2 separate regions of the Arachis hypogaea genome follow, and region 2 is linked to region 1. Evidence: chromatin contacts called from public Hi-C data. All regions are on one chromosome and are shown on one strand. Each heading gives the region's core, a stretch centred on a gene start, on an enhancer-like site or on the middle of the called end of the contact. The rest is flanking DNA. Distances are from core to core; before and after follow the strand shown.

Region 1 (5,180 bases), core at 512-3,011:
AAAACACTATTTATATATTAAAATTAATCATTATATATTTGTGTATAAATATATATTATTTAATTTATTTTTAATATATATTTTATATTATAACATATATTTTATATTAATAATTAATTTTAGTGGCTAATTTTAATATCCACCTAGTATTGTTAATAATTTATAACATTCCCTTATACAAGATTCCGTTACCATCTAATATACCTTTTTTCTCCTTTATTAGGTGAGAAAAGTTTAACTTAGAAATTGACTCATAAAAAGAAAGTGCTTATTATGAAAATTGCAAAGATACAATAATAATAACTATTATTCTATTATATACATAATTAGTAACTAGCTAGGGAAAATCTATGGGGGAAAAAAAACTAGAGATTGCAAAAAAGAGAAGCTGTTTATAAAATAAAGACATTTGTTATCAACACAGGTATTGACAACTGGAAATTGAAGAAAACAAAGAATTAAAATAACAACCAAAGTACAAATTCTGTATGGTCCAAAATCAAATATTACAACAAAAGGAAAAAGAAAATTGCAAACTACTTTAAAGTAGATATATATATTTACAAGAAGTCATTAATATCAAGACTCTCTGGAATCTCTAATTTGAAAAGCTCACTGCAATAGGTGTCCCTCTCTTCCTGTTCTGTGTTGCTGCTATTCACATAAGTTGATGATGAAGTCAAAGGCGTTGTTGTTGGGGTCGACAGAGGCGTCGACATAACCGATTCATACCCCATGTTTTGATCACTACTACCATTGTTTATGTACTGTAACAATTCATTCTCTAACAAATCAACTTGGTTTTGCTGAGACACATTCAAATTCTCCCCAAGATATGAAGAAGGAGTAGTAGCAAATGAATTATTCATCGCGTTACAATTATTATTACTCACCAAGTCAATCACATTGGTGGTTTGATTTGGTATCTGAAACTGATGATTCAGTAGTTGTTGAGAATCGGAATTCGCCCCAGCATTGATCAGTTGTGGTAGATTCTGAGTCTGATGAGATAATAGGGATGCAGTGGCTACAAGCTTCAGCAATTCAGGGTTGACCAACAAGCCTTGCAGATTCAGAATTGATGAGGGGTTCCCTAAAGCTGATCTTAATACAGAGGACATGTCCAGTAGATCGAGTCGCGGCGCATGAGTAACCGGATCAATCCCCATTCTTAGCAGCCTTTTCCTTATGTGTGTGTTCCAGTAGTTCTTTATCTCATTGTCCGTTCTTCCTGGCAATCGCGCAGCTATTGCAGACCACCTAAACGCAGAAACATTATTACTGTCTGATATATTTGACTAAACTGTTTAACATAATACGTGTTGTTCTAAGGCTTACTTGTTCCCCATGAAGCTGTGAAGCTGGATGATGGTTTCTTCTTCTTCAAAGGAGAATCTTCCTCTCTTGATATCAGGTCTTAGGTAATTTGTCCATCTAAGGCGGCAACTCTTGCCACATCTTTGCAGACCTATGATTATGATTTTTTTAATCTACATGAATTAAAAGAAAGTGAAATAAAAGAATATTATAATAAATAAACTTACCGGCATTCTTGGGGAGGGATCTCCAGTTTCCAGGTCCATGTTTCTGGATGTAGTGGACAAGCTTGAGATCTTCCTCTGGTGTCCATGGACCTCTCTTGAGTCCATTATTCTTGTCACAACAAGGTACTCTTCCCATTGTGGTAGCTAACAAGCACAAGAATATTAATTTAGTATTTCAAAAGGGTATGTAGGGTGTGTGGAATAATGAAGATTCTAGTGAAAAGGAACACTTGGCTATGTGTTTTTATAGCACAAGAGGAAAAAGCAGGGGTTTCTTTTATGTTTGAAGTCAACATGATTTGGCGCCGCCCTACTGCCACGTACTCTCTAGTCTCTATACATTCATTTTGCGTTTCTACGTATATGCTATATCCATACGTATATGCATATATTCAGTGGCGAACTAATTTTTCAAAGTCATTAATTTAACTCATCAAACACCCTACTAATGATGACAAAATATATGCACTGGCTAATTAATTCGATCTTATCTTGTAATTTTACCGTATTAATTAGTAATTGGTAAATATATTTTTGTAAGTGTTAAAAAGGGTAGTAAAGACGTACATATATACTAATACCTATAGAATAATTGGAATAAAATCTACCTAAAGTAGTCTTGTTCAGTATATTAGTAATTAATTAATCATTCATATTATATACACACTAAAATCAGTTATCAAAATTAATTATTAATATAAAATATATGTTAAAATATAAATATATATTAAAAAATAAATTAAACTATACATGTATTTATAAATAAATATATTAATAATTAATTTTAATATATAAATAATATTTTTTTAATGAATATATAGTATACATATACGAATGTAAACTTGAACAATCAACATTGGTTGTATATAAAACAAGGAATGAAGACAAGGGATGGAGCTGACTCTTCTTGCATGATGAGAAAGTTTTTGAGTTTGACCTTGGTTTTAGTCTTTTAGATTCATCCTGTGCTGCAATGGACGGTAAGGTTGTTAAGTTCCCTTATCAACATTGGAGAAAATGTGTTTTTCTGTTACATAACTTACTACTTGGTTTTAGTAGGGTTACATTTTTCACCCTTCTGAGCTTTCATTTTGAATTTCTCTACACGCTAATGTCACGTCTTATAAGTTGTAAGGTTCTAACTTATCCTATACATTACCGTTACCTCTTCTTTGATTGCCAAGTTTTTACATTACACCAGTCGGTCACTCAAGATAGGAAACTTCTTAAATAGGTATCATATGCGCATTAAAGTATAAATTTCAATCATAATAGATAAATGTTTATATGATTTAAATCTATGCTATCAAATTATTTTATTAATTGCATAATACCAAGCCTAATAGGTTGTATCATAGTATATCATTCTTGAATAGATTTGAAATTTTACCCTTTTCTTTTTTTTCATAGGCCAAATCATTGACATATAATCTATAAACATATGGGTTTAGATCCTAATGATATCCTAATCGCGATCGGAGCACATTAACTTATTTGGTGTCAAAATAAGAATTATATTTTTAATTTCACTGCGATTTATAAATTTATCATCTCATTTCGTTTTATGCATATTTTATAGCTTATGCGTGTTATTAAAATTAGTTATTAGTATAAAATATATATTAAAATATAAAATATATATTAAAAATAAATTAAATAATATATGTATTTATATATAAATACATAAAAATTAATTTTAATAGCTAAATTTAATATATAAATAATATTTTTATAAAAATAAATATCTTCTATATCAATTATTTAAAAAGTTATTTAAATAATAAATTAGTAATAACTGATGATAGTGTAAAATTGAGTCATATTACATAGCGGACAGTTTTATAGGCAATTTAAAAAATAAAAATATTAACTAACTAAAAATATTTTATATTCCTTTTCTTGTTAAAAAACAAGTACGGGTAAAAATATATTATTAACTACATATTAACAACTTAAAAAAACTTTTGATTACTCTAATAATTTTTTTAAAAAAAACTTTTACATCACTAGCTAATATATTAAAATTAAATTTATAAAAAATATAAAAAGCCCGCGGTGTTTTAGAAATGATTAAAACTTTTTTTTTCCAAACAAATCATTGGGCTGATAACTAAATGATGTGTCACTTCTTATACAAATGTCGAGGAATGTGTGGCCAATATTTCTTGGAAGAGAGCTTGTTACCAAAATGGATCATCTCCAATTTTTTTAACATGTGAGAAAATGGAGTGTAATTTCTCATTATTAACTTTATAAGTAGGGCCAGAATTAAATATGAGAGAAAGTATTAAAGAGTGAGAGATCACAATTGACACCATCTAATTTTTTTTTACTGGAGAGGATCCACTCCCGCTTGTTAGAGAGCAAATATATTATATATGAGACAGGTGTCTTTCTGATTCCAAAGAGTGAAGTCAACGCTTCTATAAACTGTTGACATCTGTGTTCTGCGGTTTGCAACAAGCAAGGTGAAGATTATTGATCCATGATGAGTTTATGCTTCGTGACCACACATTCAAAAAAGCCATTTGAAAATCAGGTGCAAAAATCCATCAACCTTTCATCTAACTTAATGTGGGATTTGCAAGTCAAATGCTATGTGTTAGTTTCATTATTTTCTTCTCACTTTTTTCTTTTTCTTTATTTTTCTTCCTAAAAAAGATGACATTATTATATTAACAGTCGGAGATCTCATACGATCTATTAATTGCTTGCTCGTTGTGAAGTCCTTTTGATGTGCTTCATTACTGGAGAAATGGTGGCTTCTTTTTGGCCTTGCTTGCACAGAATAATAATCTATATAGAACAGCCATTATTATTGATTATCTGTTCTCATGTTGAAGAATGCATAATAGCGTCAAGTATAAACGAAAAAATATAAAATTTTTAAGTTAATAAGATCGTCCATAAGTCATAGGTGATAATTGGTACCTGTACATAATATTATATGCTCCGTTTAAGTAACTTGAAATTCTAAATGCAAATTTGTTTTAATAATAGTGAGTCTTCTATTATTGCATTGCTTATACTATATTTTAAACAGAAAGGGCTTTTTTCCCCTTTAACTAATCACCTTTTCTCCTTAAAAATAATCCTAAATTCAGGCTTTGCAAAGGCTTTAACTTGAGCCATACATATTATTATTAGTTGCAATTATTAGTGAAATAATTATTTATCACACATAGTCTTTTGACTTTGCATGAATTTTTATATAATTTTTTGTTTATGTTTTATGCTGAATTTTTTTTAGAATTCAATAAAGATCGAATTTTAGATTTTTTGATTATAAAAACTGTGATATCGTGTTATAAAATCACTTGTTCCAAAATTTAAAAAATATACATAAATAATTATATATTTATATATATCTAACAGATTTTTTTATTAGTTTAAAATTTTTGGATATGTAATTTCATAACATTGTAAGCTTCTATGATTTAATAAAATTTAATATTGATTGTTCCAAAAAAATTTCAACATAATTACATAAAGCAAATTAGAAAAAAATATTTATGCACAAGATTTAAACCCAAAGAAGTTCTTATTAGGTGAGTTCATTTGTCTTTCTTGTTATAAACTTAATTACAGGATTAGTTTGAGAGAGAATCTATGTATGTCCAAAAAAGAGCTGAAATA
Region 2 (4,953 bases), core at 1,410-3,909, 140 kb after region 1:
TGATCTCACAACGAGGTGAAGCACCCCTCCTCTCCATACACAAGTCTAACACTTCCTTTGCTTCCATATTCAAATTAAAAAGCGCCGAAATTGTATGCATGAGTATTATTCATTTGTCCTAGAGAGATTACCGGCAAGTCAAGAACATAGAAGATAAGGAAATGAAGTTTAATAAAGATAGGTCAGGGAAAAGAGAGATTCAGCAAAGAAGAGAATCACAATTTACTCGACACCCTTCTTGATGCCTTCTCACGCCTTTTGATCATTTCTACTAACCAATTCGATTATGTTTCCTTTCTTCCTTGGGTTGCAAAGTCCTCTTTTCATCACCTCATTTGGTACATGTGATGGGACCTCAAGTCCTCAACTATAGCCATATTTTCCTTCTTTGTATCATTATCCCCTCTTAAAAATGGCATTGTTCTCAAGGTAGAACTTAGTAAATTGTTGTTGCATTACTTCATATATATGGTTCTCAAGTTGCCTCCTCCTCGGATAAGCCTTGCTATTTGATAAGGACTTCTTCCTGCCAACAGTCGTGCTTCTTCACCATTTTGCATCCCAAAATAAGTTGTGGTTGTACTTTCATACCCGGCTCATCCAGGAGCAATGACATAGGAATATTAATAGCTCCTGGTTCTCCTTTACACTTCTTCAGTAATGATACATGAAAAACGGGGTGTATCTTTACTCTGGTGGCAGTTGTAGTCGATAAACAACTTTGTTAATCTGTCCCAAAATATCTCGTGCCAAGCTTTTGATTCTTCCATAATGCCACTGATTGTTGACGATAAGGTTGCAGTTTTACAAAAAACATAGTCTTCGACATTGAATTCCACTTTTTGTGTAGTTGAGCTCGTTGGAGGTTTATCTTGAGGGCTGCTAAAATCTTATCTCACTGCTGTAAATGCTTTTGAACTGCTGGAGTATCAGTTTCAGAAGGCTCATAATGAATTAGAGAGAAGGGATCCCTACCAAAAATAGCTTTGAAGGGGCCGGGACATTCCAATTGCCGAATGATAGGACGTATTGTAATTATAAGTTGCCCAAAAAAAGAGATGGTATCTATCGCAGGAGTTCTCTTGAGTATAGCAGCGTAAGTACATTTCTAAACAACGATTGAAGCTCTTAGTCTGTCCATCAGTTTCTAGGTGATACAGAGTTCCGAGCCAATAGGATCTCTTGCTTGCCACAACATTGTTCCTAAAATTCACTGGTAAACACTTTATCTCTGTCCCGAGACAATGGTTTGAGGAATGCCATGTACGCTCACCACGTTTCGAACAAATGCCTTCACAACTTTATGGGCAGTAAAATCCGCCGGCAAGAAAATAAAATGAGTGACCTTCGACAAGGGATCCACCACCACCAGGATAACAGACCCAATAATAAAATCCATTGAAATATCCTGCCAAATATGAGATGGGAAGGGGAGCGGTTCCAGCAATTCCGCTGGTAGCTGAGTACTATATTTTACTCGTTGACAAGTGGTACCAGCGGCAACATAATTCTTAATTGATTTGGCCATACGCTTCCAATAAAATTGTGCTGATATCATTATTAAAATTCTTTGATATCCAGCATGTCCTCCAAGTAAGAAATCGTGATACTCTCGCATAATTGTCTTAACCATAATAAGTCTTGTCGCTATAGGAGATACCTGACTGAATTTGAGCTTTAGTGAACTCATCTGCTGGTATATATGTCTTGAGTTCCTCTCGTAATTGAGGTAGGAACTAGGAAGGAACAATTTATCACTGAGGAAGAGGAATGATCTTGACAAGGCATCCGCTTCCTCGTTCTCGCTCCCTTTCTTATATTTTATATATAGTAAAATCATAGCACAACAACTTCGAAAGCCATAGTTATTATTCTGGTGTTTGTATAATTTAAGCTTGTATCTCCTTAATGCTCTTGTGATCGGTGCGAATCATAAACTTGTAGCACAACAAGTAATGGCAAAACTTAACTGCTGGCATGAGGATTGCTTGCATTTTTGAGACATACCTTAATTGTTTTTTATTCAAGCTAGAGAGTTTCTGAAAAAAAAGTTTATTTTTACAACTCAAATTAATATATTATTATTTTTATTATTAATTTGATAGTATTTAGTGAATATATATAAAATCCACTTTAAAATATTTTATTTTATTTTTTTATAGATATTGAGTTATTTATTTATTGCATATAATACTTTTTATAAGTTATTTAGGATTAGTATAAATAACAAAAAATATATATAATTATTTTATATAAAATAATATATTTATAAATAATTTATTTTAAAAGTATATATTTTAAATATAAATATAGAAAAATAAATACTTTTTTGTGCATCATGCGGATACGTATATGCTATAATATATTACTAAGGAAACTCATAGGAGAATAAATTGTGTAAATTACACTTGATTGGTTTGATCCATTGAATTTAGTTGAGTAAATAATAGATAAAATACCGTAGTTTTGTGCTGTTGTTAAGTAACATCTAAGCTGTTCTTCATTAATTTGATCCATGTGCCTATTAGCAATAAATCATTAAATTAAAACATAATGCAGTATTTCTTGAAATGAAAATTCGCATTTGAAAGTTCTAAGACGCCATGAATGATATCTTCTAGAATAGTAAATAAATATTCTAAGATACAAGTCGAGAATTGAGAAATATCCCAACACAAACACATGGACCCGCGGCGAATGTGACTGCAGTTCGCCATTGGGTCTTTTTGGCCTCCTTTATCTCTGACTCGTCAAACGCGCCGAGTCAACTCGCTTTTCTTTTTATTTGACGCTTATCGTGTTCAGTTGTCACCTTCCTCTCTTGTCTGAATCTTCTGCATCCTTTTCACGCTCTCAGATCTTCACCGTGATCCGCATCACCTTCCACCAGGTAAATTATTCATCTTCGTTTTCATTTCCTTTTCACTGAACATACACAATTCAACTTCATTCGCTATGCTCTCAAATGGAATTCTCTATACTCTCTTTCTGATCAACGTCACCTTGCATTTAAATTTTGACAATTTTGACTTCAAAATTTGTTATCCTTTGTTGTTAGCAAATTACTAAGCTCGAGGAAAGCGCGATACTGTGAGTGGAAGCTGACTATAGCAATGGCTTCTCGCGACTCCGAATTCTTGAAGAACTTTTGGATCCCGAGTTACGTGCTCGTGCCGGAGTCTGCGGCTGAGAGCAGCCAGATCGCCCGTGGCAATGGACCTGAGTGCCCGGTGCTTGTTTTTGCGAACTCCAAAAGCGGTGGCCAGCTAGGAGGGGACCTATTGAAAACGTACCGTGCTCTTCTCAACGAAAAACAGGTGCCTTAGTAGACATTATTTTGATTGCCGTTGCCGGTTACGGTTACTGTTTCTTTGTGATTTATTGAATATTAATATTGGGTAAAATTGCCGAAAAAATATGACTGATCTAGGGGGCTCTATGCTGTAATACAGTGTTGGAAACCTCTACAATAAATCAATAATAATATTGTGGCTGCAATTGCATTTGTGGACAGAAATTTTGATGGCACCTTTTGCAGAAATTTTGAGACTTTGATTTTGTGTGTGTGAGAGACTGAGCAGGGCGTGTGAATTTTCAGGTTTTTGATTTAGGAGAAGAAGCTCCCGAGAAGGTACTGAGCAGAGTCTATGCTAACTTGGAGAGACTCAAGGTTCAAGGTGATCAACTTGCTACAAGGATTATGGAAAGTCTGAGATTAATTGTGAGTTGATATTCTCTTTGATCCTGATCAATTCATCTTTAAACAATCATCAACTCCAAAATTTTTGAGTTTCTGACAATTTGATGTCCTTGATCTTATGAGTTTCTGACGTCAGTGACATTTGATATGCATTTCAGGTTGCTGGGGGTGATGGAACAGCGGGCTGGCTACTTGGAGTTGTTTGTGATCTCAAATTGTCCCATCCGCCACCAATAGCCACGGTTCCTTTGGGCACAGGGAATAACCTACCTTTTGCTTTTGGCTGGGTAAGAAATCACGCTTCATTTTGGGGGGCTTTTATTGAAGTACAAGTAGGGCATTATTATCTCTGACTCTACCATGAATTCATGGTTCAATAGCTACATTTTCACATATAATGGGTTTTAAGGAGCTATCATTTTATGCTGATTAAGTTAACTCTTGAATTATTTTGGTTCCCATGTATATATAAAGAATTGGGGTTTACACAAGGCCCTTCAATTCTGAGTAGAAGTTGGAGAAAGCTTTAGGTGGACTATACTTTAGTCTTGACACTAAGAGCGACATTTCACCTAGGACCTACAATATTATCATATTTGTTTAGTTGAAATAACAATTTATTAATTGTATGAGCATAATCCAACTAAGTGCACCATGAGCACCTATCTTCACTGAGAATTGTGATGATAAATTGTCCATCAGAATCGTGAAAAAAAAAATTGAAGGGACTCATAATTTCTGCTGCTTTATTACAGGGAAAGAAGAACCCAGGAACAAACGAGCATTCAGTGAAGTCATTTTTAGATCAAGTAATGAAGGCTAAATCAATGAAAATAGACAAGTAATGAATTTTGGTCCTATTCTTCTTTTCCTTTTATTTTTATTTTTTTGTAATTCGATATGTTTTGTTATGCTGCCACCCATTTGTTTGTCTTTCTTGTGGGATAAAAATAAATCAATTTTTTTTTTTAAATTAAAAGATACATTTTTACCATTTAAAAATATTATGTTTTGTGTTTACATCTAATGCTGTTCTTAAGCTGTCTTGCTTGCTGTTGTTTGAAAAGTGTTATTAGTATCTCTGTTTTAGTAGGTTTGAGTTGTTTATTGTTTGGACATTGAGTTTGATTTTATCTGTCATGATTCCCCAACTCCGGTTCTTGTGCTCCTTAATCCAGAGCAAATATACAATGAATATTTAAGGGCTACATGTTGTTTAAGATTCCTGATGGTTGTTCTTTGTTTTTCTTAAC

What was found. Hi-C and Micro-C count contacts between places; a contact is called where the count stands out from the background.
Region 2: a Hi-C map of an unstated tissue shows a contact between it and region 1, with 4 times the contacts expected there. The contact joins the promoter of LOC112769000 here to the promoter of LOC112773233 in region 1. A contact is called at or near these places in 4 of 8 Hi-C or Micro-C datasets (leaf and an unstated tissue).

The regions. Positions count from the first base shown.
Region 1 is chr18:9,397,127-9,402,306 of arahy.Tifrunner.gnm2.J5K5, forward strand. LOC112773233 (transcription factor MYB102) reads right to left here and starts at 1,762. Exons shown (of 3, transcript XM_025818302.3): 1 at 1,545-1,762; 2 at 1,339-1,468; 3 at 373-1,260. The coding sequence starts at 1,680. The coding sequence ends at 561.
Region 2 is chr18:9,536,357-9,541,309 of arahy.Tifrunner.gnm2.J5K5, forward strand. It overlaps LOC112769000 (diacylglycerol kinase 5), which reads left to right and starts at 2,660. Exons shown (of 15, transcript XR_011876700.1): 1 at 2,660-2,890; 2 at 3,059-3,317; 3 at 3,599-3,721; 4 at 3,859-3,987; 5 at 4,456-4,541.